6 separate regions of the Mus musculus genome follow, and all the other regions are linked to region 5. A link is a contact called in public HiChIP or PLAC-seq, Micro-C and promoter capture Hi-C data. All regions are on one chromosome and are shown on one strand. Each heading gives the region's core, a stretch centred on a gene start, on an enhancer-like site or on the middle of the called end of the contact. The rest is flanking DNA. Distances are from core to core; before and after follow the strand shown.

Region 1 (4,640 bases), core at 1,796-4,295, 480 kb before region 5:
AGGACGTATTGGGCTTTATCTTGAGCTTCCTAGAGCTCACAGTCAGTCAGAGATGAAGTGTGACAGATGTCACAGCAGTGGAGGAGCATTTGGAAAGAGCTGTGTCAGGTGTTGGGAACAGCCTGGGGGAGACAAAGAAGTGCTGGACTGACTCCCAGCTGCCTCCTGCTGCCCTTGCTGGCCTTCCCCCTGGAAGCATCAGCTAATGGGCCACTGAGAAGTTAGGAAGCTGAGTTGTTAGGCTTGGAGGTCGAATTCTTTTAGTTTCCTTGAGGTTTTGAGGTCAGGATAGGAAGTTGCTGTAGGTTGAAAAATGTAAAACCTGAGGCCAGGCATGGTGGCACAGGCCTTTAACCCCAGCACATGGGCAGCAGAAGCAGGGGGATCTTTTTGAGCTCAAGGTCAGTTGGGTTGACATAGTAGGTTTCTGGCCAGCTAGAGATACACAGTGAGAACCCATCTTGGGAAAAGAAAGAAAGAAAGAAAGAAAGAAAGAAAGAAAGAAAGAAAGAAAGAAAGAAAGAAAGAGAGAAAGAAGAGAAGAGAAGAGAAGAGAAGAGAAGAGAAGAGAAGAGAAGAGAAGAGAAGAGAAGAGAAGAGAAGAGAAGAGAAACAAGCCTGCATAGATATCTGGCAAAGGATCATATAATAAGATGTGCACTGGAGCTAGGAAAATGGCTAAGTGACTGGCGTGCTGGCAGAGCAGGAGATGACCTAAGTTCCAGTTCCATAACCTGTTTTAAAAAAAAAAACAAAACAGGATGTAGTGTTTGACGTTTGCAATGCCGGTCAGTGCTGGGTAGGACTGGCAAGGTGGATCCTCGGAGATCCTCTGCCTCTTAGCCTACTTGACAAGCTTCAGACAGATGAGAGACCGTGTCTCGAAACCAAAGTGGACAGTGTTCTGAGGAATGGCATTGAAGTTGACCTTTGGCCTACACACACACACACACACACACACACACACACACACACATGCACACAAGAATGCTTCTCTTAGCGGTTTTATAAAGGCAGCTGTACTACAGTAAACAGACAGAGCCCTGACCTTGGAGGAAGGAGCTGTATGCTGTCTGGTTCCACTTACCGTCCCTATCCGGTAAGTGAGCAAACCACTTTGAGCCTGTGTATCTTTGTCCATAAACTGGTGGGGGTTGGGGGGCAAGAACAACTACCTTCTAAGGTAGTGGTAGGGTCGCATATAGTTCACAAGAGACAAAGGTCAAAAGATGAACAAGCAGATACATGCTGTTTACCCAGGAATCTAAGAGTCAGGATAAAATCAGTTGGTCTTCTAAACAGTGGGATGCTAAAAAGAGCAAACACCATAAAGGTTTTAAAGACTTATGGTGCCTGGCTTGTGGCACCTATCTGTAATCCCAGTGTTTGGGAAGCAGAGGCAAGAAGAGTACAAGATCAAGGTTAATAACCTCAGATACACATATTGGATGCTAGCCTGAGCCGCACGAGACCTTGTCTCAAACAAATAGGAAAAAAAAAAAAAAAAGACTAACACTTATTGAGCCTTCACTGTATGTAGGCATGATAGACATATCTCATTTAATCTCATAAATGAGTAAGTATCACTTGGTAAGATTCTCTTATCCCATTTTATTATTTTACTTTTTATCGTTGTTGTATAAGAGAAAGTCTCACTCTGGAGCCCAGGCTGGTCTGAAACTCACTATGTAGCCCCAGGTCGAACTTGTAGCAGTCCTCCTGCCTCAACCTCTCAAGTGCTGGGATTTCATAAACAATCTTCTCAAACCCATCTTGTAGATGAAAACTGAGGCAGAGAGAAAGGAAGTGACTCACCCCAAGTCCCCAAACAGTCCACGCCCAGATGTTCAGGTGCAGAGCACATTTCTTTTTTCAGTTCTAAAGGACTGTGTATACTATCTCAATTAAAGGGAGCCACAGAGGCTGTGGCCATAACTCCGCTAGTAGAATGCCTTCATAGCATGTACCGAGCCCTGGTTTACTATCAGGTGCCACGTAAACTGGCAATGGTGGCATGAACCCCTAATTCCACTCTCAAGGTCAGCTCAAGGTCATCCTTGGCTACATAGTGAATTTGAGGCCAGCCTGGGGTACCTGAGACTCTGTCTCACGAAGACTCTGTTATTTCCAGGTGGCAGGTGTGGAGCTAATGCACACAAAGGTAACTTCAAGATGACAAACTAGCGATAGTTGGTGTTAAGACTCCAACTCAGTGCCCTCCGTGAGCCACCACGCGAATGCTGTCCTTTAAATACTTCTGTAATAGCTGCTTAGGTTTGGAAAGAGTTCCTCGCTCACAGTAAGCTGGTAGAGTAACCAGCTATGCTGTGATGACCCACAAGTGATGTCTACTGGTCATTCTGAGCAATGCAGACAGGGCGGAGCAGGCTGTAATGGAAATCTCAAGGACATTGCTGTAGTAGGGGTAGAAAATCTGTTCTGAATGAGCCGCCCCAACTACAAGCTTTGGTGGCGAATGTTACCTTACACTTCTGAATAGCATTTGTGGTGTAGGAGTTCATCAACAGGAAATGTGGCCAGGCTGATGAACTGAGGCAGGAGAACTGCTGGGAGTTCAAGGCCAGTTTGGACTAAATGGAGAGACTGGGTCAGAAGAGGCATAAGGGGGTTCAAAACAAAGAAGAGGAAGAAGGAAGGAGAGGAGAGGAGAGGAGAGGAGAGGAGAGGAGAGGAGAGGAGAGGAGAGGAGAGGACAGGATAGGACAGGACAGGACAGGACAGGAGAGGACAGGAGAGGACAGGAGAGGAGAGGAAGGCAGGGAAGGAGGGAGGATGGGAGAGAGGTGAGAGAGCTAGATTCTGTCTGTTGACAGCTATTGAGCTATCGTTCTTTTCAGAACAAGCATATCTAAAGGGCAAGCATAAATTGGAATATCTGCTACCCTGCTCTGAGTCCTCCCTCCAGGCCCGATGGCCCAGTCGGCTGCATTGAAGGAAGTGCGCATGGCCAACGCGCGAGGGCGCTCGGGGTTGTGAGTAACTTGAGCATCAGAATACTGAGTCAGAAACTTGTGATACAAAGCCTCACTCTTCTAACCTTCACCAGTTTAGGTCCACTGGAAAGGCCACCGGAGCAGGCTCGGTGGGTCCTGCAGACCTGCAGCGCAGGTTGGGCCCTAGGCCAGTGCGGGAGCAGCATTCTTTGCCCAGCGGGTAGGACGCCTTTGCGGGTGGGTTGGGTGTGGGGGACTGTGAGCAGAGGCTGAGTGATCAATAGCCTGCGTGGTTATGAGGCTCTCTCCTCCGCCCTCCTGCCAGCTCCAGGGCCAGTCCTGCGTGCTTCATAAAATTTTATGTAACCTTGCCAACAGCCACTGAGATCTGAGCATGTCCGCCCTCCGTGCTGCCACTCCTGGGGACCACAAGGTCATCTGCTTGGGACCTCCAAGAGTGGGCTACTGTGGCGTTCCCCTGACTGGCTGGCTGGCCCCTTAGTGCAGGCCCCTGGAGAGGCAGAGAAGATGGTTTGGGGTCCTGGTCTTGAGACTTTTTATTTTAGACCAGGCAGTGTTGATTAATTTGCACCCCACCTTTCCTCCTCAGGGTTCTCTGTTTCTCCCTTTAAAGACAGGATAATCGACGGGCATGGTGGCACACACTTTTGGTCCCAGCACTCTGGAGGCTGAAGCTGAGGATCTATGTGAGTTCGAGGCCAGCCTGGTTGGTCTTCAAAATGAGTTTCAGGACAGCCAGGACTACATAGAAACCCTGTCTCGAAAAACAAAAATAAGCAAGCAAGCAAACAAACAAAAATTAGGCTAATCATAGTTAAAAAGATAACAGATTTTGGTGGGAAGGATGTATGAGCAGTGACCAGGGTCAAGAGCAGTTTGCTGCTCTTCCAGAGGACCTAAGTTCATTTCCCAGCACAGCGCCCTCTCCTGGCCTCCTTACACACCTGCCTATGCACACACATAAATAAAAAAAATTGTATAAAATTTATATAAAAATTTAATAAAAATTTTTAAAAGATACCTGATGCTGAAGAGGTGTCCCTAATGGTAAACACTTGCTGCTCTTGTTGAGGGCCAGAGCTAAGTTCCCAGAACTGTATCAAGTGGCTCACAACGGTCCATATATAAGTGATTCTCAACCTTCCTAATGCTACCACCCTTTAACATGGTTCCTCATGGGGGGTGACCTCCAACCATGAAATTATTTTGTTGCTACTTCATAACTGTAATTTTGCTACTGTTATAGCAAATATCTGCGTTTTCTGGTGGTCTGAAGTGACCTTTATGAAAGGGTCATTCAACTCCCCCAAAGGATGGCCTGTGCAACCCACAGGCTGAGAATCACAGCTCTGTGGTACCTAGTAACTAATGCCTGGTTTCTGAAGGTACCTATGTGCATATGTGCATACATGCATGTGAACTTACACACACACAATAGCTAACAGACTTCAATGTGCTCTGTTCAGGAATGCTCATATTCATAAGGCAGAGATGAGCCCCAACTCAAGACGCCGTACAGAAGTTGCAGGCAAGTCCTTGGGAGGAGGGCTTTTTTTTTTTTTCTTCCCTTTGTCTTTTTTCTGTTTTTTGAGACAGGGTTTCTCTGTATAGCCCTGGCTGTCCTGGAACTCACTTGTAGACCAGGCTGGCCTCGAACTCAGAAAT
Region 2 (4,603 bases), core at 1,145-3,644, 300 kb before region 5:
CTGCTGAGCGGTTCTGCTTTGTCCTGCAAAGGGCGCCTGCATGGCTCCTGGCTGACCAGACTCGAACTGAGTAGAGTCTGGTGGGAATTTGATGACCGCCTGTTCCAAAGTTGGCAGGTAAGTGACTGACTTAGGTTGTACTGTCCCTTGCTAAGACGGGGCTAATAGTTTCTTATTTCCTGACCCATTTAGAGTATTAAAGTAATAGTGGATGGTTCTAGTGTGGAGGTGCGTGCCTGTCATTCCAGCTTTTGGGAAGTGGAGGCAGGAGAACTGGGAATTCAAAGTAGGCCTTAGCAGTTACGTACTAAGTTCCAGGACAGCCTGGGTATTGGCTGGTTTTGTGTGCCAACTTGACACAAGCCAGAGTCATCAGAGGAAGGAGCCTTCGTTGGGTAAATGCCTCTATGAGATCCAGCTGTAAGGCATTTTCTCATTAGTGATCAATGAGGGGAGGGCCCAGCGCATTGCCGGGGATGCCATCTTGTGGCTTGTGGTCCTGGGTTCTATAAGAAGGTAGGCTTCAGAAGCCTGGGGAAGCAAGTCAGCAAGCAGCACCCCTCCAAGGCTTCTGCATCGGCCCCTGCCTCCAGGTTCCAGCCCTGCTTGAGTTCCTGTCCTGACTTCCTCCAATGATGGACTGTGATCTGGAAGTGTAGGACAAGTAAACCCGTTCCTTCCCAACTTGCTTTTGGTCATGGTGTTTTGTTGCAGCAATAGAAACCCTGACTAAGTCCACCCGGCTTCATAAGACATTGCTTCAAAAACAGCAAGGGCAAAAAAAATTAATCAGGATTGGTGACACTCGAGAGGCAGAGGCAGGAGAATCTCTGTGAATGAGTTCAGCCTGGTCTATACAGTGAGTTGTGGGCCAGCCAGGGACACACAGAGGGACCCTGTCTCAAAATTAAATAAATAAAGTGGGTGTCTGGGTCTCCCTTCTCCTGGGGGAAGCAGAGTCAACAGGCAGGTTTGGAAGAGCCTGTGAGTACAACAGAAATAGCAGACTTATCTCCGGGATCAGCTTCAGGGAGACAGATCAACTTTTCTTGGGTTGTATAGTTTTGGGGAAGGTTGTAGGAATATCGAGGGTGGGCAAAGGTCATTGGCTGAAGGATAAGGAACTGAGACGCCTCATTAGCATGGAGAGGCTTTTGGGGGATTTCAGGTGCTTGCTGAATGGGTTCTGTGGTGGAAGAAAGGCAGCTGAAACTGTGAGCTAATCAAGGCTACGAATGTGACAAACCTTTGGTAGAGGGTGGGGGCTCTGAACTCCTCAGACAAGGTCAGAGAAGGAGAATCTCTGCTGGTAAAGGGAGTCTCCCATTTTGTGCTGAGCTCAGAAGGCTATCTGGACAACGGTAGACTTTGACCTTAATTAGCAGGACAACAGGTATTAAGTACCCAGTGCAACAAGGGTCTCAAGTCTATACTCTAGAGCCTCAGTATTGTTCCCTGTGCTGGTGAACAAGGTCAAACTATTATAAAAAACCCAATGATTTACCTGTGGATGGGTGAGGGCCTATGTATGTGCAAATCTGTGGTTGGGGGATATTTGATGAACGCAGGTTGTCAGGTTTGCCTTTCACCCTCTGAGTTATTCCTCCAGCCCCAACAAGGCCACATTGTTCACCGGTGAGAGCAAGCTCTTCTCTGCTGGCCCCGAACTCCTGCCTTGCTCTGTGTCCCCGCAGGTCTCTGATCCTCTCACGGCAGACACAGACTCCCTTTCTCAACGGCTGCCTTTTCTTTGTGCTTCTTCAATGAAGCTGTTCCTCCTGGGCAAATGCAGAACTGAGGGAAGTTCGCTCATCCACACCTGGTGCCTCACTTTCACCATCTCTGCTCCACCACTGGCTCCCTCTTCCTCTTTTCTCTTTCTTCCTCCCTCCTCTCTTTCTTCACATCCATGTGTGTGCACAGGTATGTGGGTGTGTGTGGCTGTGTGTATGTCTGCCCTGGGAACTTCTTGCTCTCCATCTTGAATATTGCAGCAGGGCACTAGCCTCACTATTCAGTGCCTAGAAGGCACTGGTTAGGCTAATGTGGTGGGCCAGCTAGCTTTGGGGTCTAGCTGATTTATATAGGCAGCCATGGCTGTTTGGCTTTTATATGGATGCTGGGAATCTCAATGCAAGTCCTCATGTTAGCCCAATTTAACAAGTTCTGCCATCTCCCTAGCTACTGGGTTTGGTTTTTTGTTTGATGGTTTTGTTTTATTTTTCAGACAGGGTCTTGTGTAGCTTAAGCTGCCCTCAAGCTCGCTGTGTAGCCAAAGCTAGCCTTGCATTCTTGATTCTCCTGCCTCCACCTCCCCAGTGCTGAATTGGCCTTCCTAGCTCCCCTGCTCTTAAGAGCACGTGGCCTCGAGTAGATCTCAGAGTGACCACCAGGTGGCGCCCGCCCCTCGGAGGTGCTGAAAGAGCTCTGCGGAGCTACACGTGTTGTGCAGTGTCACAGGCGCTAGAAACCAGCCCTTGGGAACCACGGGCCAGACATGACTGGCTGACTGATGCGCAGTTTATGTTCCGGTTGCACCTCCTTTGACTGTATTCTGCAGGTGTGTTAGGATTGTTCCTTGGGGGCAGGGAAGTAGGGAAGCAGGGATGGGGGCCGGGGGCCCGGGTGATGGTGGTGATGATGGTGGTACACCTGCCAGTCTTTTACGAGGTAGCTGTTTCAGCTGACAGTTACCGGAGTGGGGTCGGATAGAGGGGGAGAAGCCACATGCCCTTTCTTATAAGCCCCTCAACCTCTCCATCAGCTGCCTCTGTCTTCTCTTGGCTTGCCCTGGACGCCTCCTGGAATTCAGTTGGCTGGTTGTGCCGGGAGGACAGAGGCCAGTGTGAAACTAACATTCAGGGTCCTTGATTAGAACGTTTAAAAAGTTCGAGCTGGAGAGATGGCTCAGGGGTAAGAGCATTACTTCTCTTGCACTAGACCAAAGTTCTCTTCCCTCAGTGGATAGCTTTATAACCACTGTAACTCCAGCTACAGGGGACCTGACACTTTCTTCTGGATTCTCTCAGCAACTACACGTGTGCAGCCACCCCTACTCAACACACAAATAGACCTTTTTTAAAAATGTATTTTTGCATATGAGTGATTTGCCTGTATGTATGTATGTATGTATGTGCACCAGCCACATATATATAGTGTATACGTGGCAGATCCCTGCAAATGTGAGCCACCATGTGGTTGCCAGGAGTTGAACCTGAGTCCTCTGGAAGAATAGCAATTGCTCTTAACTGCTGAGTCATCTCTTCAGCCCTAAAACAAATCTTTAAAAAAATGTTTCGGAGCCAGGCAGTGGTGGCACACACCTTTAATCCCAGTGCTTGGGAGGCAGAAGCAGGCGGATTTCTGAGTTTCGAGGACAGCCTGGTCTACAGAGTGAGGACAGCCAGAGCTATACAGAGAAGCCCTGTCTCGAAAAACAAACAAACAAATAAATAAATGTTTCAGAATCTGTAGCCTGATGTGGTGACACATGCTTGCATAAAACTCTGGGGAAGCTTAGCTTACTGGGGACCCCCTGAGTGAACCATGTGGAGCTGGGGTTGATGCAAAAAGCAAGAGGAACTTATTGTTCCAGTGCACTGGGGTCGTCCCAGACCTGAAGGAGAGGCAGCGACCACCAGCAGCAGTTCGGCCAGTTTTTATATGGTTTCCAGGGCCAAAATAGAGCATCAGCAACTAGGCACAATATGATTGGTGGAACAGTGCACCCTTTAAACTGATTGGTCTTTAGGGAATGAGGTGACAAGGACTTCCCTGTCTGAAGGTGAGCAGGGTTAGCCATGTGGAATGTGCCCCCCACCCCCGTGGTCTGAGAAATGTTAATTAGCCTTTTCCTTCCAGAGGGGCAAGTGTTTCATGACGTTCCCAAAGTTTCTGAGCTGACCTTTTCACCTGTAATCCCAGTACTGCGGAGGTAGAGACAGGTGAATCTTTGCCACTTAGAGGCTACTCATTCTAGCCAACTTGGTGTTCCCCAAACCAGTGAGAAACTGTCTCAAAACAAACAAACAAACAAACAAACAAACAACCACAGTGAGGCCTTTGAGATGGCACAGGAGGTAACAGGGCTTGCCACCAAGCCTGACAGCACGAGTTCTATTTCTAGAGCCCACACAATGGAAGGAAAGAACTGACTCTGACTGCTGAGTATAGGTGCTCACAACAAATAAATGTAAAGACAGATCACAGCAATCCCAAGGTGGCAAGTAACTAAGGGACTTGTGAGGTTGACATCTGCCATCCACAGCTGTGCGATTGCACACATGCCTATGTAAACCAACTCCTCCCCCCCCAACACACCCCAGAACCCAAAACCCCACTTTAATCCACACACACCTACCCACCTCCCCCTAGCCACTCACACTTTTGAGACTTTCCTGCTGGAGAAAGCCTGTTAATAGCTCAGGTCACACACCCAGAAAGGCCACACACCCAGGTCACAGTCTCTGATCCTAAAGGTGCATTTGAATTTTCGCACAGTTTCCAGGGTCATCTGCTGTCCCCTTGGCCCTCTCCATGAGCCCATCACCATCACTGTTCCCAGCTCTTTTGGCTTCTTCCTGCTTCCCAAGCTTTGCTTGCC
Region 3 (4,090 bases), core at 1,073-3,572, 320 kb before region 5:
GACTGTTTGAAGAACGGGAAGACACCAATGTCCTGTTCTCTGCTCTACCAACACGGTTCGCTCTGAATTCAAAAGTTCACTTCTCCCTTCAAAATATTAAATTGACCACCAATGTTAAACCTGGATAGGTTTAATAAAGAGGAAACAGCCTTGTAACACTAATAAACAAGATACGGGGGTCAAAAGAGAAAGACCAAGAGAAAGCTCAGCATCGTGGCAGCCATGTTTTGAACATCTTTCAGACTTGTGCTGAGCAGAGCCTAGTTACAACCGAACAAGCTGGTGTACAGTGAAATGAAGGCTGCCCAGGTCCTCCCGGGATGCCCAGAGGGAAGGTCGAGTGATTCCTGCCTGATACTGCCTGTCTGGTGTAGCTCCCTCAACCTGCAGTTACCGAAGCAGACCACTGAAAGCCGAAGCCACCTATAGATGTGTGCAGCACTAGGGGGTAGCCACCTATAGATGTGTGCAGCACTAGAGGGTAGCCACGGAGTACAAATGGATTCTGACTAAATTTTCGAATCTTGAATTTTAAACTTTAAAATCAAGCACCATCTAGGAAAGGACTTTTTTTTAAAAAGGGGTGTGTGTGTATGTGTGTGTGTGTGTGTGTGTGTCTAACTTTTAAGGAAGTTGGCTTTCAATCCAGAGCATGAGACAGTGTGCTGTGTTCCTAGTACTAGGCTGGCTACTGCCAGCACTAGGTTGACAGCTCTCTCTGCTAATGCTGCTTTGTGTGATCTTCAGTGAACCTTTGACTCATCTCATATCCCTGGGCACTCGGTCTAGTGAGCGTTTTGTCATCATGTACAGTAGAGAACTAGTTGAATTAACCATGTGATGTTAACTATTATTAATAAATTTTAACTTTTTTTTTTCAAAATATTCAGTGTGTGATTGGATCTTTTAAGTGGGGCAAGTTAGGACTTCCTGGTCAGTCTGATCAATCACTGATGGGGTCGATACATTTGGAGTGGCCTGTTATCTTTCAGTGTCCGTGGAGACGGATTCTGGAATTCTGAAGCCTGTGGGGGTCGGATCCTGTGATTGCTTTCTATGGCGGAGATAAGCGCCGTGAACGATCAGATGCTGAGAGCAGAAGCTGAGCCTCAAGCAGTAAAGACAGAGTGGTGTGAGTCCTTAAACCCTCTGCAGCTCCCAGTGACACATTCCTCCAACAAAGGCACACCCCCTAAGCCCCTCCAAACAGCAGCACTAACCGGGGACCAAATACTCATGAGATGGGAGAGAGAGAATGGGACTAGTGTTGAGCCTTGAACCCAGGGCCACCTGTTCAGTGGACTTCACCCCTGGTTCTCCCAACACCACTTTCAGATGGGGTCTCATGTAGCCCAGATTGGCCTCAGACTCCTGGACCAGTTTTAGCCTTCCATATGCTGGGGTTACAGGCATGTGCCACCACACCTGACCACACTTGTTTTATACTTTTTTGAGTATAAAACACTGGGTTGCTCAGTGTGTAGACTTGAACCCCTTGTAGCCCAGCATGCTCTGCGCTCTTTGGTCTTGCACTCTTAACCCTCCTGTGAGGATGCATTTATAGACAGTCCTTTTGTGAGACAGGCTCACTATGTACCCCCAGGCTGACCCGCATCTTGCTATGTAGATCAGGCTGGTCATAAACCTGGCAGGCCTCTTTATCCTTCCAAGAACTTGGAGCTACAGGTAGGAGCCACTACAAGCTAAAGAAGTGACAGGAGCAGGACGGTGAGACTAGGTCCAGACGGTCTGCCCTTGTGATCCCAGGGCTGGGGAGGCTGAGGCAGGTGGATCCCTGGAGGTCACTGGTCTGCAAGCCTAGCTTACCCAACAGGTTCCAGGCCATAAGAGACCATGTCTTGAGAAACAAGGTGGACAGCTGAGGAAAAACAGCCAAGCCCATCCTTTCACTTTCTCACATGCACCCGTGAGTGCATGTCTGGGACTTTTCTAGCCTTTACATTTCAGAAAACACTGCCTTAAAAAAGTGATAAGATTGGCAAGATAGTTAAGAGCATAAAGGAACTTGATATGCAAATCTGATTTGATCCCTGGAGCCCACCACAGAAGGGGAGGATTGGTTTCTCACAAGTTGTCCTCTGATCTACACAACACACACATCCACTCACACATGGAGGTCCAGTTTTATCCTACACTGAATCTGAGTCCATGATCAAGCGGGACTGCGTTTCTTGGTGCACACGTGGGTCCTTTGTTTTCCCTTCCAGCCTGGCTTTCTAAAGCTCATTCCACTGACTTAAGTATATGAGGATGGCCTTGAAGTGACTCTCCTGCCTCCAGGCGCTGGAATTCCAGGCATGTGCCACCACCCCCCAGCTTAGAGGCCTCTTTGGCTTTTCTGCCTCAAAGCAGATTCTTACAGATTCCCCACTCTGGGCCTCTTGAGTTTTGCAGCTGGCTTGTTCCTGTCTGTAACATCAGCCATACTGCTCAGCACAGTGTGGGCACCTCTTTCCCCAGGTCACTTTGGCCTCTGGCAGCGGGATGGAAAAGCTACATTCGTTATGTCCCATGGATGGGGCTGGGGCACAGACAGCTCCGCACAGACCCTAACATTGGACTAGCAGGGAATATTTTAGTGCGATTTAGGGTACATTTACCTGCGGTGAGGCCCTCAATGTCCCGGATAGCACGTGTATCTCTTTCCTAGGCTGACTCCCCATCCTCCCAAGGAAAAATTAGTTTCCTCCAAGCAAGCAGACTGCACTCACACTGCTCCCAGCTTGGAAAGCAGTTTCCCAGCCAAACCCCAGGCAGCCTGTCTCCCTGTTTTGTTTTCTTCGGCTGGGCCCCAGGTGCCACAGGCTGGAACACAGGCACTCCGGTGTTGAGAGCATTTTCTAGCCTTTGCACAATCCGCTTTTGCTTTTCTGTTTTCCAATTTCCCTCTGAGCCATGTCTCTTTTGTTCTTCCCTCACCATCGGCAGTCTGAGCACCCTGCTTGACGCCACCTCGTTTCTGTACGAGTCTGGATGAGGCATACATTGTTTCGTGCCGTCTCTGGTTTTCTTTATTTCCTTTTCTAAGGACATGGATGAAATACAGGGGCCTGAAAATGCTGTGTGCTCTAAACTAAATGATAGATCCTTAGCTCTCTGTGATGCTTTAATAAAAACACACAAAACATAGTTGGCTAGAGTCTTGTGTCCTCTCTCAAAGCAGGGTTTGTTTACATATTTCTATCTATCTATCTCTATCTATCTATCTATCTATCTATCTATCTATCTATCTATCGTGTGTGTGTGTGTGTGTGTGTGTGTGTGTACGTACATGGGGAGGCCAGAAGAAAACCTAGAATCAGCTTCCTTCTTCCATCCTGTGGGTCTTGGGATCAAACTCATGTTGTTCGAGTCATAGGCAGGTATCTCCACCCACTGGGCTCCCTACTTGTCTGGCACATTTTAAGGCCCATAGACATTGCTGTGTTTGCATCTATTTCATTACTTCTAGTAGCTACAAATGTCTTGTTCTGTGTATGTCCTGTCTGCCCATTTGTTTTCTCATGGGTGAAGATGTACTATTGACTCAACAATGGCTACACAGATACCGTGGCTTTAAGCCCCTTGTAATGGCTAATCTTGGTTGTCAACTCTGCTACATCTAGAACCAACTAGACCCCAAGAGTCCAGCACTCTCCTGTGAAGGGTTTTCTTCATCAGATTAGTTGAAGGAGGAAATCCCACCTTCTAGTCCAGGACTGGGTGCAGGGAAGCTTTCCCTTTGGCCAGCTTGCCCCATTCTCACCGAGATGCCCATCTACGCAGTCGCTACAGCCAGGACTAAGCTCAACTTCTTCCAATGTAGGCTGGAACTCAGCAGCTCTCCAGGAGTCTCCCAGGACTCCAGCACAGCCTGGATCTGCTAAGACATCTACTCTTGTGGTCTGAGCAATTCCAGAGTATCGGTCTTTCCGCTGTAAGACCGGCATTGTTAGACTACCTGAGCTATGCTATTTGAAAGTGTGGTCTCCTGGCTTCATGCTTTGGCTGCCTGCTGCTGTGGTGTCCCTGTCATGATAGACTCTGATCTAACACTCTGGAACCCTGCTGAAGTCCTGGATAAGCCTTT
Region 4 (4,044 bases), core at 1,375-3,874, 440 kb after region 5:
CTGGGAGCTGAACCTATGTCCTCTGCAAGAACAGTCAGTGTTCTTAATCATTTAGCGGTCTCGCTGGTTCCTGAGGTAAGTAGTTTTGAATTCTCTCTTCTGCTGCTGTTTGCAGTGAGGAGAGCTGGAGGTAACTAAATACAGCATGACCAATGTCAGGCCGGTGTCGTAAACTGCAGTGATCTAGAGAAGAGGAGGGAGGCCTGGAGCAGGGTCAAAGAGGAAGAGGATGAAGCACGAGGATTCGTGTGCTGTTGGACAGCTCTAGGTTAGCTTTAAGAACACTTTGCCCAGAGGCCGGGAGGAAACAGTCCTGGCACTGAGAGTTGGGCTGGAGCTATGGGGATGACCACGGAGGTCCCTGGAACAGCCCACGCTGGAGAAGCTGGAGGTGCCTAAGATGGATGAGTTCTGTATGTTCATGCTGACTCCGAGGTAGCAGTGGTGCGTTAATCCAGACTGATGATCACACCGTACATGTATTAAATAGTTCTAGCAACTTGCCATCTCTGAGAGTATGAGCCAGCTAGCCAGCCAGCCAGCCTGCCTGCCCTCCCTCCCTCCCTTCTTTCCTTCCTTCCTTTTCTTTTTGGTATTGGTGATGATGTACTCGAATCCACAATCTTTGTACATGTCAGACATGTGCTGTACCACTAAGCCTCACCTCCAGCAATAGCTGCCCTCAAATCTCAAATTCTTTAATTTTTTTCAAACAATTTCTCTCTCTGTCTCTCTGTCTCTGTCTCTGTCTCTGTCTCTGTCTCTCTCTCTCTGTGTGTGTGTGTGTGTGTGTGTGTGTGTGTGTGCTTGCAGGAGTCTATGTGCAGGACATATGTCCTGTTACCCAAGGACACCCAGTGTACATTAGTTTCCCTGGACCTGGAACTACAAACAGCTGGGAGCCGCCTGGTGTGGGTGCTGGGAACTGCTACAAGAGCTGTAAGTGTTCTTACACGGAGCTGTCTCCCAAGCCCCTCTCAACTCAAGAAGGTTTGAAATGGACCCCTTTTAGCTTGTATGCCTCCCAACTGCCCGAGGCAAACTCAGTTTTAGTTCTGGAAAAGGGAATGTTCTCAGTGAGCTCAAGGACTCCGTGGGGGCTATTTGTTAAGAGTGATGGCTTTTCTCTTTATGCTTTGTCCTAGTTAAGGTTTTGTTGATGAAATGAAATATCATGACCAAAGCAAGTTGAGGAAGAAAGGTTGCATTTGATTTACACTTCCATAACACTGGATCTCACTGATGGAAGTCAGAACAGAAACTCAAACAAGGAAGGAACATGGAGGCAGGAGCTGATGCAGAGGCTATGAAGGAATGCTGCTTACTGGCTTGCTCCTCATAGCTTGCTCAGCCTGCTTTCTTATAGAATCTAGAAACACCAGTCCAGGGATGGCACCACCCACAATGGGCTGGACCCTCCCCCATCAATCACTAACTTAAAAAAATGTCCTACAGGCCACCTACAGACCTATCTTATGGAGACATTTTCTCAGTTGGGGGTACTCTCCTCTCTGATGACTCTAACTTTTGACAAAACAGCTAGCATTTATTATTCTGTTTGGAGCCTGTGAGAGCCAGGTAGTGCTGGTTAGTAAGACAGAAGTTAAGCAAAAGAAGATACTCATTGCTCCCCACGGAATTCATAACAACGAACTAAATACCAATAATCAAACAAGAGGCAAACGAAAATTTCCTAAAAGAAGCAACGTTCTACAAGACTGATTAACTAATTAAAACGTGAGTGACTTGAAGCATTGTGGTGCTGCAGATCCAGAGCCCAACTATCTTGGCCCATTAGTCCCTCAAATGGTAATTTATTCCCAACTTACTTGTGAACCAACGGCCTTGTTATTATTAAGGGACTACATTCAGCAACCGCCTCACTTCCATCAACCTGAAGGCTAAGAAGGCCATCAGCGCAACTGAGGCATACAGCAGAGACATCTCCATTTTGATATAGCATTCCTAAATGGGTGTACCTGCCAATGTGTTTAAGGAATGGCTTTCTTGCTCTGATACTATGGAATGCCATGGAATTGTTACATGTAATTGGAACATGGATTTGTGGTGACCTAAATCTTGTGTTCTGAGCCCCTCATTAATACTTGACTCTAGAATAAACTATCTCTTTTGCCCTTTAGGTGACAGTTGTGTTTTTCATGTAGGCACAAGCAAATAAAAGGTGGAACTGAGGAGGCTGGAGAGGGTGGCTCTGCAGTTAGGAACACGTAATTTTTCAGAGGACCCATGTTCAATTTCCAGCATCCACATAGGGTCCCTTGCCACTGCCTGTAACTCCAGCTCCAGGGGATCATATGTCCTTCATGGGCACCTGCAATCACACTCACACACACACACACACACACACACACACACACACACACACTCCACGCACTTCATAGTCACTCACTAAATGCAAATGAGATCACAGTACTTAGTGAAATGTACAAACTTGCTAACCCTGTAGAGAAGTGTAACTTTGCAAATTATGGAGAAGAGGAAAATTATATACATTTACAGGTATAACTCCCTCAAACAAGCGGCGGTACACCGGGAAGCAAGTTTAGTCCCATAGGAGCCACCGTCCGGCCACACCCCATCGCACTGACTTCTGGGAGTTGTAGTCCTTCATTGAGGGTGTAGACATGGCGGCCTCCATGGCAGAAAGTTGTAGGGCGTCCCTGTACCTGGCCCGGAGCGTCCGAATGGCCAGGCCACGGCTTGCTGCCTTCGCATCTGATGCCTGCCGTGTCTGCACGGGCCCAAGCCGATTTCAGAGCACCGGGCCTTCAGAGCCCGGTGGGTTCAAGCCACCGCCGAAACCTGTCATCGTGGACCGGCGCCGAGTCCCGGAAGACGAGAGAAGGTGAGGCGGCCGAGGCCGCGTGGGAGTGCGCACACTTTGATACCCGCTTTATAGCTGGGCTGCACGAAATCGGGTTCCGGGTCTGCCCCTCTCTAGATCACGAAAGACGCAGGCTTGGACTCCCTTCCCTCAGTTTGTCCTAAAATCCACCACGGTGAGCCTTGGCCAACAGATTCTATCCAGGAGGAAGGGTTTGGGGAGGTCAGATCGGCTCAGGCACGTGGATCCAGCACACTCTTTTTCGTCTTACCTACATAAATGCATCTTCAGAAGCTTAACAGTATGGACCCGCAGGGTGGTTCGGTTGTGAAAGTTGCAACCTGTACACCCAAATCCATGCCTAGAACCCATAGAGAAAAGAGAGACCGTACTCCAAAGTTTGCCTTCAAATCCCCACATGAATGTTATGCTGGGCGCTCCAACCACAATACACAATAATTTGTGGGTGTGTATCAGGCTGGCCTTGAACTCAAAAAAGATCTGCCTGCTTTTGCCTCCTAAATGTTAGGATCAAAGGTGGGAATCCCTATGCTCGGTGGAAGATTTCTTTTAAAGTCAGTTTGCAGCTGGTGATTTGTATATATTTTCTCCATATTTATAGCTCAGTGGGAGACTTGTGCTCATTTGCAGACTGAGAGAAATGCAGCGTATTAACTGTGACAAAATTGTAACAAATAGTAATTATGTCAGCGGTTCATCACCTTTACGCTCCAGTTGTGCTTTGTTTTTTTTTTTTTTAAGTAAGATGACAATAAAACATCTAACTGGTCTCAGGATTAATTTATGCTACTATGGGTCAGCTTGCCTGTGTGGTGACAAACACCAGAGACAGCCAGCCTAAAGGGAACAAATTCGTTTGGCTCAGGGTTTGGACAGTTGTAGTTAATTTTGCTTGGTCCTGGCCCTGTCACTTGGGCCCTGCAGTGACACAGTATAGCGTGGCAGGAAGCATTAGCTAGGTAAAAGCAAAGGGAGAAACAGAAAGGGGCCGGGGTCTGTGCCTTGCCTTCAAGGTTAGATGCCCAGTGACATGTTTCCTGTACCGGACTGAAACTCTTTAAGGCTTTCTAAGCCCCAGTAGCTGCCCAGGATGACAGCTAAACAAACCCTTAGCACAAATGCCTTCTTGGACAATAAGGTCCAGACCTTGAGGGCTACTTGATGTATGATAACCATTT
Region 5 (4,024 bases), core at 1,249-3,748:
ATCTCAACAACAATGGCAAAACAATCCACTGTCAGGTTCCCGTGGCAGCTGCTAGACACACTTTTACAGTCAGTTAACAGTGAGGTAGCCCTGTCCATAGAAACCATGCGTGATAGACCCGAGACACTCAGGAAAAAGTTAATTCCAATCAATCCGTGCTCCAGTCACCGATTTCCCCTCATGACACCTGAAAAGCCATTCATCCCCGAACGCCAGCCTCTGCATTTGAAAGTTCCAACCTTTGCATCTCCAATCGGCTTCAGCAACCCTAATCTGAGGGTTGGAGGCTATTAGTTCTCAATTATTTCTAACAAGCGCGTTTCCCTGTGGATACACAGGCTAAGAAGAACATTGACCTTTGGTAGAAAAAGAAATTTAGACCCCCACCTGGGCAAGCTTCCTGGATCCCTGCCTGGGGAAGCCCTGGGTAGGAGCCTGGTTCTCCATCCTGAGTGGGAGGCTCTTAACACTGAGTTGCTAAATAAGAATCTCAAGTGTTTCAAGGCTGTGGGTAAACGCTTGTCACTCTCCTATAACACTGGGGAGCTGAAGTGGGCATGGAAAGTTCCTATATCTTTGGGAAAGGTTGAAAAAAAAAGTGAGGAGTTTGCTGAGGACTATTTAAAACACAAAGTCATAGTAGAGTGACATATCTAGAGGGGTTCCTGAAGGTCCCCGGCCAACCCTTCCATATCTCCCATCCAGGCACTAAGGTAAAAGGAGAGAAAGAATGCACGAGAAAGAGTAAGACAGGAGATGGGAGTATTGAATGGAAAGGGTGGGAATCTAGTGATGGGTGGAAAAGTAATGAGAAAGAGGTTTGAGCACCTGAGGTCCAGGGGTTCTAGCATACAGCCAGTCAGAGCCTAGGGCATGGACGCACAGTGTGGTTCTCTGGCTACTCTGTATCTAGCCCCAGTCCTCCTTAGCGAATTCCCAATGCTCTGGGCACTTTCTTAATTTTACAGACTCACCTGTCAAAGGCCACAGCTGTCATGGAGTAGATACTGGCGAAGAGAGCAGCAATGGGGAAGAAGTTGTGAAACTTGCAGTAAAAGAGGCCGTAGTACCACACGTTGTGGACTGCGTAGGTGAAGTTCACCACTGTATTGAATGCAGCCATGCAGGCCTCAGCGAAGGCCAGGTTCACCAGGAAATAATTGGTCACTGTCCTCATTCTCTTGTGGGCCAAAATGATCCATATCACCACTACGTTGCCCACCACGGAAGTCACCACGATGACCGTATAGGCGGCTGCCCAAAGGACAATTTGCCAGGTAGGTTGCACAAACTGGTTAGACTCAGAAGTGTTGGTGGAGGTGTTGGGGAAGAGATCAGAGTCCACAGGAAGGACGTTATCCATTTTGCGGCAAGGCAGCAAAGCCCTGGCGTCTACAGGTACTCACAAGTACACACAGAAGTGTACACACACACGCACACACCTCCTTGCTGTAGGACCTTGTCGCAGATGCCTGAGGCTTGAGTCCTGCTACTCAGGAGGTGGGAAGTTTCCTGGGCAGAACTTAGTCCTGGTTAGCAGGAGACTTGTCCACAAGAGCAATGCTTCTGTATAGCTCTTTGCCTGGTCTCTCCAAATTCCTCCACTTTCATGCTAGGCTCTTGTTTGCATTGAAGCAGCTGCACTCCACACGGTTCCAAAAGGCAAGACAACCCGCCTTTTGGCACCTGCTGCTACTAGCAACTCCCGTTAACATGCGTGCAGCAGGAAAGGCAAAGCTGGGTGCTGGGTGGGAGCTTGATGGGGAAGAAGGGCTGCTTGCAGCGCAGCTAGTAAAAGTTCTGGTCCTCTGGCCGGCTTCTGAGGTCCGCATCCAACTGGTGAGCTCCTTTTTTCCGTTGCTTCACTTAGAGCCTCTACTGCCACCCGCAGCTTCCAGGTCTTGGTCCTTCTGTGCTCAGGAGTTAGCAGAGCCTTGGCAGGGTGAGCACTACTAGGCTTTTATAACCCGCTGCAGAGACGTCACGGGGAAGGGGCTGTACCTGGACTGTCTACTCGCTGGTCCCGAAGCACAGCGCAGCAGCTGCGCCAGTTGTTGGCAGCTGTGTCGCTCCACCACCGCAGCCACCACGCCTTCTGCTGCTCGTGACCTGCTGTGGGCGTTCTGCAGGCCGGACGAATCCAGCACTCCGCGAGGGGGCGACAAGGTGGCCTGAGAAGAAAAGACACAGATAGGGCTCTTAGCTGGAATCGCGGTCATACCAGGGATGCGAGCAGAAAGGAAGGATTTTTGGAAGCAGCTGAAGTGGAGGACAGTTAATGCTCTGAGGCTCAGCCGGGGACCGCAAGACAACCTCTACAGAGACGCTAGACTGTGGTGGGAGTTGGAAAGTGTGGGGCGGGGTGCTCACTGCTACACTCTGGTTGCTACCTAGAAGTGACAGGTGACCACACCCTGCTTCAGAAGTCCGGAAGTCAACTTTCCTTCTGTTAAAGAAACCCCCAGACACCTAGCTCTGTTCCCTGGTGGACTGATTCCTCTTCCCTGCTCCCCAGTCCCCCCAAAACACAGATGGGCTCCAAGCATTTGAGAAACCTTTCCCCAGCTACTTTGTTGACTTGGTCCCTCTGTAAGGAGCAGCTATCCGGTGCTCTCCAAGGGAGCCCCGCGACTACCCTCTCAGCTGCAGACACTGGGGACTGTGCGCAGCTCTCTGCAAAGCTTGGTGAGTGCAAGAGCTGGGCAGAAGCCGGCTGGTCTGACGCCTGACTGGGACTGCGGATTCTGGGCTCTTGGCCAGTATACCCTTCGCGGACTAGTTTGCGCCCCCCCCCCCAAGCCGGCAACCTGGCAGCCTCCTTTTCTGCGCCTGTCCAGTTTGTGAGGCTAGGTGAAACTGGAGAGGCATGGGAAGGGTCTCCACCGGATTCCCCGTTCCAGTTTTTCACCCAGACTGAAGGGCAAGTTTCTGCCAGTCTTTTCTCCCTATCCTGCCAGACACCCAAGGCAGTTTCAAAAGGCTAATCTGGTGGCCGGTCAGAGAGCAGATGGGCAAGCCTTCTCCCCCCCCCCCCCCCCCAACATCAGCCCTTTTGAAGAAGCTGAGATGGGTAGAGCTCAGGAGTGTATTCCTGGCAGACTGCCCTTGGCAAGGTTCCAGGAGCTTCCAGCTGCCCCTCAGCGGGTCTCCTCCACCACTGCGGTTCTGGGATCTGTGAGATGCCTGCGGGGGTGGGAAGCACCCGGCAGGCTGTTGCTATGGGTTGCGTCCTTCCTGGCACCAGGGAGAGATGCCTTTACGCACTGGTTTAGCAAGCCCGCGCGCTGTGTCGCACATGAGGCGTTTTGAGTCTGTGTAATTTACTGTCCCGGCTTCAGCCAGGCTAATATTTCTCTGGCCGGGGGGAGGAAAGGGCCTACTGAACTCTGGTTTTGTTGGAGGGTGAGATTTCAGCGCTTATGGGACCCACCAAGCTTCCTGTTTGCAGGTGCCTCCCAGGCATCCCTAAAATCCCCAAGCCCCACAGAGCAAACTCCTGGGATGCCTTTCAGAGAACAGCTCTGCGATCCAGATTGAGAAAGAAAAGGTTGCCTTCTCCACCTCAGATTTCTTACTGCTGAGCTGGGGCTACAGGAGAAGAACTAGGTGAGAGAAGCAGAGAGCGGCGGGGAGAAGGCAAACCCTTATAATCTAGTGCAGAAAGAAGCAGGACTATACAAAGCAGGCACTGTTTCAAAGAGAGACAGCCTCACCCAAGGAGGGAAATGCAGGATGAGCTAGGACAGGAAGAGGCTTAGGTGAGAGAGAGAAGAAAGTTCCAGAGGACCTATGTCACTTTGCTTAAAGTTTACAGATACCATGCCCTTTATTACAAACCACACCCACAGTCCTCTCTCTGACTTCCACGCTTGTTTTGATGAGGCTGGCTTGGGCTGAACTGACAGCTTAGACAAGAAGTACTTGCCACTTGCTAAAGTTATCATCTCTCCCAGGAAAAACTAAACCTGCTCGTGTTGGAGTCACAATTAGTGGAGCAACAGCAATAAACTGTCTCATCCCAAAA
Region 6 (4,291 bases), core at 390-2,889, 360 kb after region 5:
CGGAGGGGGGGCGTTGACTCTGGTATTTTGAGGCAGAATCCTGTGGAACGAGGTTGGACTCAAACTCATTTTGTGGCCACAGATGACCTTGAGCTTCTGATCCTCCGGATTCCACTCCCAAGTGCTAGCCGCCCCACTCCCCCCCAACCCCTCCAACCTCCACCCCTGTGTGTTACACTCTTGGCCCCACTATTTTTCCGAAGAGAAAACAGCCACAAGAAGGCATTACCAAGGCTGGTGGTCTGACCCTGGCTTCCTTGACACCGGACTTGACCTCAAGCCGGCCCGCGGTGGCAGACTAACAATTACACTGCCTGGAGGGGAGGGAGGGGCTGAGAGAGCGCGGCGCCGGGTAGTATCCTCTTCAGTGAGCTAGGACGGCAGCCGGCTCTAAATAAACGCTTTGGATTTGAACGGAATCGCGATGTATTTGCTATAAAAGGTAAAGGCTTGGTCTTCCCTGAGTGTGAGCAGGCAGGAGGTAGCAGATTTCTTGCTCAGACTGGACTGAGGAACCATCTTTAGGGCTGGACTTGGGGTGTGCGGCACAGACCTGTTGGGATCCAAATTCACGCTTGGACCCTTTGCAAACTGCGAGGCTCAAGGCCGCTTACTCCCTCCTTTCCTTTTGTCCATTTTTAAAGCCAAGATTCCTAGAAGTTCCTGCCACAGGCCTAAGGTTGGAAAAGGTGTTTAACTAAGTAACAAAAATGAAACTACCCAGCGGGTCCGTCTCGCCGGCTTCAGAGCCATACTGGTTTGTCTTCATGCCCTGCAAAGATCTCTTCCCTCTACCCCCAGTCGTCGGGATCCTTCACCCCCAAACCTGATGAGTCCCTCTCCAGCAACAGAGCGTCACATTTAAAGCTTTAGGGGGCGCCAACAGCCTTAGAACGCCACGGTCCACTCCAATCTCGGGGATCTGGGGACGCGCGGGGGGGCGGGGGTCGTCAAATAAGTGTCAATAGTTCAGTGGCTCTGAGAAGAGTTAACTAAGTACTTCGCTAGGCCGGCTTCAGGTGGGTTAATCCCCAGCCAAGCCTAAATCCGCCGCCGCCGACTGGCCCGCTCAGCCAAGCTCCAGGGATTGGAGCAGCTAAGAGAAGCGCCCTGATTTGGAATTCACGAGTTCTCCAAAGCCCAAGGCAGAGGGTAAGAGTGGTCTGACCAAGCCAAACAGGATCAAGACGCTGGGGACGCCAGAAGGAAGGAGAAGCAAAAGAAGAAGGCAGGACCGGTGCTAACACCTGGACAGGGGTTTGGAAACAAAGCGGTAGTTTGGGATCCGAAGAGCACTAAAGAGTTCCCGCTCAGCAGAATTAGAGTGTCCCCGCGCCCTGAGCGCGCTTCGGGGAAGCAGCTTACCTTCTCTAGGACGACTGGCGCGTACTTCCGGGGACCGAGCAGGGGGGCCTGGAGTGGATCAGATCACCTAGGGAAGGGCACGGCAGTGTGCTGCTGCGCCCTGTGGCTGGGGCACCCGCGCGCCGGAGAGCAATTTGGGGCGGCCCTCCCCAATCAGGGCTGAGCACGGAACGCGCACACCCAGCCTCTGGACTCCTCCAGCCCTGCACACTCTAGAGGAGCCTGAGTCCGTGGGAGGAAAAGGTTGTCTCATTTCCTTCGGTCTCCCCCCGCTACCCCACCCCACCCCCGCCCCTCGGCTCCGGACCTGCCCTCCCTCCCGCTCCCCGCCCCCTTCCCCACGTGGGCGCCGCGAGACGCGAAACCTGAACGGCTGCTCCAACTTAGTTCAACTTTGGCAACTCTTGCCTGCCTCCCCGCGCTTCCCACCGTCCCCTGGGTTACATGATCTCCCCATCCGCGGTCCCCACCTTGTCCCGAACTTCCAACATTTCCCTCTTTACAGCAAGGAGCCCAGATCTGCAAGCAGAATCCAACCCTACCCCCAACCCTCATTGGCTTATTCCTGCCTGGTGGACTGCACTCGTTGAGCCAGCTTTAAAACCCCAAGTCCAGACAGGAAATAACCACTTACTTTGTTAAATTTGATCGACTCTTTTTTTTTTCTGAGTGGAGAGTTTAAAGTCTGATGCATAATCTCCAAGGAATGTTCGTTAGTATCAGAAGACATTACCACTTTTTGGTCTTGCTTGCCTGGGTTTGAAGTTTTGTTAAACTACAGGAGTATTTATGCAGTGGCCACAAGGAGCTTGGTGCAGAACAGGCTAGAATGACCCCAAAGGACATCCTGTTCCTCGGCAGTTAGCACAGGTAACTGGGGCAAAGATAGGAGTGGACCAGTCTTAATGGTAGAGGACAGTCTAGACAGGCAGACAGGCAGGCTGTGCAGCCCAGCCCTGTGAAAGACAGGAAGAAGGAGGGGAACAGAGAAGAGATCGCCCTGCCAGCCCAAGAAAGGGTGTTGCTGGGAACCAGGGCAACTGAAAACCAAGGGCTCAGATGGTGGAGAAATTGGATGGAATAACCAGGGACCAAAAGGGGTCATCAGAATCCCAGGTGTCCTCGAGAACTGCTATCAGAAGCATACTCTAGAAACAGCTGCTGTTCTCCTGCCCCTCTGGACCTGACTCACTGAGAGTCTACATTCTGACCCAATGCCCGGATTCAGATGCTATTTGAAAATGTTGCTTTCAAGACCATTGGTGGCATGGTGGACTGAATATATCAGACCACAGAGCCCTGGCTGGACTTTAAGCTATTAGGTTTAAAAATGAGAAGAAACCCAGGTCCACTCATACGATCACTGAATTTGTCTAAAGAGGGTCCCCCAAGTGTGTTTCTGAAAGTTGATCTGACAGAGCCAGGGCTGAGAGCCATAGTCTACACTTGGCCAAACAGTGCTTGCTTTATTTAACCTTGAAATGCAGTGCTTTCCCTCAAAGAAAACAATCTCAGGGTCCTGATGTAAACACAGACCAGTTGTCTTCTCTTATAGAAGCTACTGGTCTGGCAGGAAGGGTCTTGCTTCATCGGTGCCTTGAGCAACCAGTTCTAGCTTTGGACGGCCACTAAACTACTCCCTGAACTTGAATAAGGCCTCCTCTCCAGACTTCAGTTTTTCTTATCTGTAAAAGATACACACACTTAACCAACTCCAAATTCCATACCCAGGCACTCGGCACGCTCCCCATAACTGGGCAGCTGTATCAGCAGGCAGATGGAGAGGCAGCACAAAGGATTCATGACGTCATGCTGTGTTTGCAGCCACCTGGGCATGCTTGAGATCACAGGTTGGATCCGGACCACACACAGAACTGATGCTCAGTATGTGGGATAAAGGGATGGACCAACCACAGCTTCCTTCCGGTAGGTGGCCAAGACCTTCTCCAGGACCATTTGGCCTTAGACTGGTTTAAGGAGAACATTTGGATCCAGTCCATTTATCCCCTAGGCTGAAGAAAAGACATTGGAATACTCTGACCCCATTTGGCTTTGGATGTGTTTATTATTGCTACTAAGAGATGCTAATATATGCTGAATTCTTAGAACAAGCTTCATCCTACTGAAATGTAGCCTTGCTCCGTGATAATGAAGCAGACAACACTGAACTGCCTCTCAGCAGCGTTGGGGAAGAAAGCTACTATCTACATAGTTCCGTTTCTTGATGTGCGGCCTCACTGATATGGACAGAAGATGCCCCTACACGGGGCCTCCCTGCACCATTCACAGGGCTCCCTGGATTCCAGCGAGCAGAACGGGCATCACCTGCTCTGACAACAGCCCAGTCAAATAGATGGAGAAAGATCTAGAGCCCTGGAGTTTCTCCAGCTAGCAAAGGAGATATGGTTGTTTAGATCTTTCCATGGCATTCCCTTTGAGCACAAATACTGTAACGATAACAAAATCTGACTGGAGAGTAGCTGTGGCCCTGCCTGCCCTTTGTCCCACCCCCCACTGCTGCGACGTCAACAGCTCTGTGTGTGCTCACATGTGACAACAATTTGGTAATATTACAGAAGTTCACGTGGCAAATGCATCCTGGCTATTGCCTCAAAAAGTGCAGCCTCAGCTAGATACGGTGGCTCAAGACCAATTCCAGAACATGGGAGTCTGAGGCAGGAGGATTGTCATGAGTTTAGACAAGGCAGTAAGCACCAATGTGAGATACTTTCTGAAACAAACCAAATCCTTTGAGCCCAAAATATGGCTCACTGGGTAATGATGCTTGCTGCCAAGTCTGGGGATCATCGAACTGAATCCCACAAGATGTCCTAACCTCCATGTCACACGCACACGCACACACACACACACACACACACACACACACACACACACGAAAAGACAGCAAAATGAAAAATAAAGCCAA

Evidence for each region. Promoter capture Hi-C pulls out the DNA fragments that hold promoters and counts their contacts. Hi-C and Micro-C count contacts between places; a contact is called where the count stands out from the background. HiChIP or PLAC-seq counts read pairs in DNA pulled down with a chosen protein or histone mark.
Region 1: a promoter capture Hi-C map of stem cell-derived epiblast-like cells shows a contact between it and region 5, with 7 times the contacts expected there. The contact joins the promoter of 2310069B03Rik here to the promoter of Tacr1 in region 5. A contact is called at or near these places in 6 of 39 promoter capture datasets (cranial neural crest, embryonic stem cells, hippocampal neurons and 3 more), 1 of 484 Hi-C or Micro-C datasets (embryonic stem cells), 1 of 115 datasets of contacts at active chromatin or transcription factors (embryonic stem cells) and 1 of 9 other capture datasets (embryonic stem cells).
Region 2: a Micro-C map of embryonic stem cells shows a contact between it and region 5, with 4 times the contacts expected there. The contact joins the enhancer-like site here to the promoter of Tacr1 in region 5. A contact is called at or near these places in 11 of 39 promoter capture datasets (the C10 cell line, cranial neural crest, embryonic stem cells and 7 more), 13 of 484 Hi-C or Micro-C datasets (cerebral cortex, embryonic fibroblasts, embryonic stem cells and 6 more) and 3 of 115 datasets of contacts at active chromatin or transcription factors (astrocytes and embryonic stem cells).
Region 3: a promoter capture Hi-C map of stem cell-derived epiblast-like cells shows a contact between it and region 5, with 2.1 times the contacts expected there. The contact joins the enhancer-like site here to the promoter of Tacr1 in region 5. A contact is called at or near these places in 5 of 39 promoter capture datasets (cranial neural crest, embryonic stem cells, hippocampal neurons and 1 more), 1 of 484 Hi-C or Micro-C datasets (embryonic stem cells) and 2 of 115 datasets of contacts at active chromatin or transcription factors (embryonic stem cells and epiblast stem cells).
Region 4: a contact with region 5 is called in an H3K27ac HiChIP or PLAC-seq map of embryonic stem cells, with 6 times the contacts expected there. The contact joins the promoter of Mrpl19 here to the promoter of Tacr1 in region 5. A contact is called at or near these places in 19 of 39 promoter capture datasets (the 3T3-L1 cell line, 3T3-L1-derived adipocytes, the HPC-7 cell line and 10 more), 2 of 15 datasets of contacts at CTCF or cohesin (both in embryonic stem cells), 10 of 484 Hi-C or Micro-C datasets (the Patski cell line, cortical neurons, embryonic fibroblasts and 6 more), 5 of 115 datasets of contacts at active chromatin or transcription factors (all in embryonic stem cells) and 1 of 9 other capture datasets (embryonic stem cells).
Region 6: a Micro-C map of embryonic stem cells shows a contact between it and region 5, with 1.8 times the contacts expected there. The contact joins the promoter of Eva1a here to the promoter of Tacr1 in region 5. A contact is called at or near these places in 6 of 39 promoter capture datasets (cranial neural crest, embryonic stem cells and stem cell-derived epiblast-like cells), 3 of 484 Hi-C or Micro-C datasets (all in embryonic stem cells), 5 of 115 datasets of contacts at active chromatin or transcription factors (embryonic forebrain, embryonic limb bud, embryonic stem cells and 1 more) and 2 of 9 other capture datasets (adipose tissue and embryonic stem cells).

The regions. Positions count from the first base shown.
Region 1 is chr6:82,880,258-82,884,897 of GRCm38.p6, reverse strand. It overlaps 2310069B03Rik (RIKEN cDNA 2310069B03 gene), which reads left to right and starts at 3,045. Exons shown (of 4, transcript NR_040520.1): 1 at 3,045-3,129; 2 at 3,589-3,661; 3 at 4,442-4,503.
Region 2 is chr6:82,700,697-82,705,299 of GRCm38.p6, reverse strand. Gm32425 (a long non-coding RNA gene) reads right to left here. Exons shown (of 3, transcript XR_377779.4): 2 at 1,505-1,778. Among named protein-coding and RNA genes, the nearest start is that of Gm32534, 12 kb to the left of the region's middle. Within about 2 kb of position 2,394, at least 13 of the 459 cell types and tissues checked have an H3K27ac peak or open chromatin away from gene starts, as enhancers often do. A contact at or near this core is called in embryonic stem cells, where this site is marked.
Region 3 is chr6:82,721,818-82,725,907 of GRCm38.p6, reverse strand. Hk2 (hexokinase 2) reads left to right here. Exons shown (of 18, transcript NM_013820.3): 18 at 1-883. Among named protein-coding and RNA genes, the nearest start is that of Gm32480, 8.7 kb to the right of the region's middle. Within about 2 kb of position 2,322, at least 82 of the 459 cell types and tissues checked have an H3K27ac peak or open chromatin away from gene starts, as enhancers often do. A contact at or near this core is called in embryonic stem cells and stem cell-derived epiblast-like cells, where this site is marked.
Region 4 is chr6:81,964,529-81,968,572 of GRCm38.p6, reverse strand. Mrpl19 (mitochondrial ribosomal protein L19) reads left to right here and starts at 2,624. Exons shown (of 5, transcript NM_026490.2): 1 at 2,624-2,866. The coding sequence starts at 2,646.
Region 5 is chr6:82,400,949-82,404,972 of GRCm38.p6, reverse strand. Tacr1 (tachykinin receptor 1) reads right to left here and starts at 2,498. Exons shown (of 6, transcript NM_009313.5): 1 at 2,391-2,498; 2 at 975-2,171. The coding sequence starts at 1,363.
Region 6 is chr6:82,038,976-82,043,266 of GRCm38.p6, reverse strand. Eva1a (eva-1 homolog A (C. elegans)) reads right to left here and starts at 1,639. Exons shown (of 3, transcript NM_145570.2): 1 at 1,366-1,639.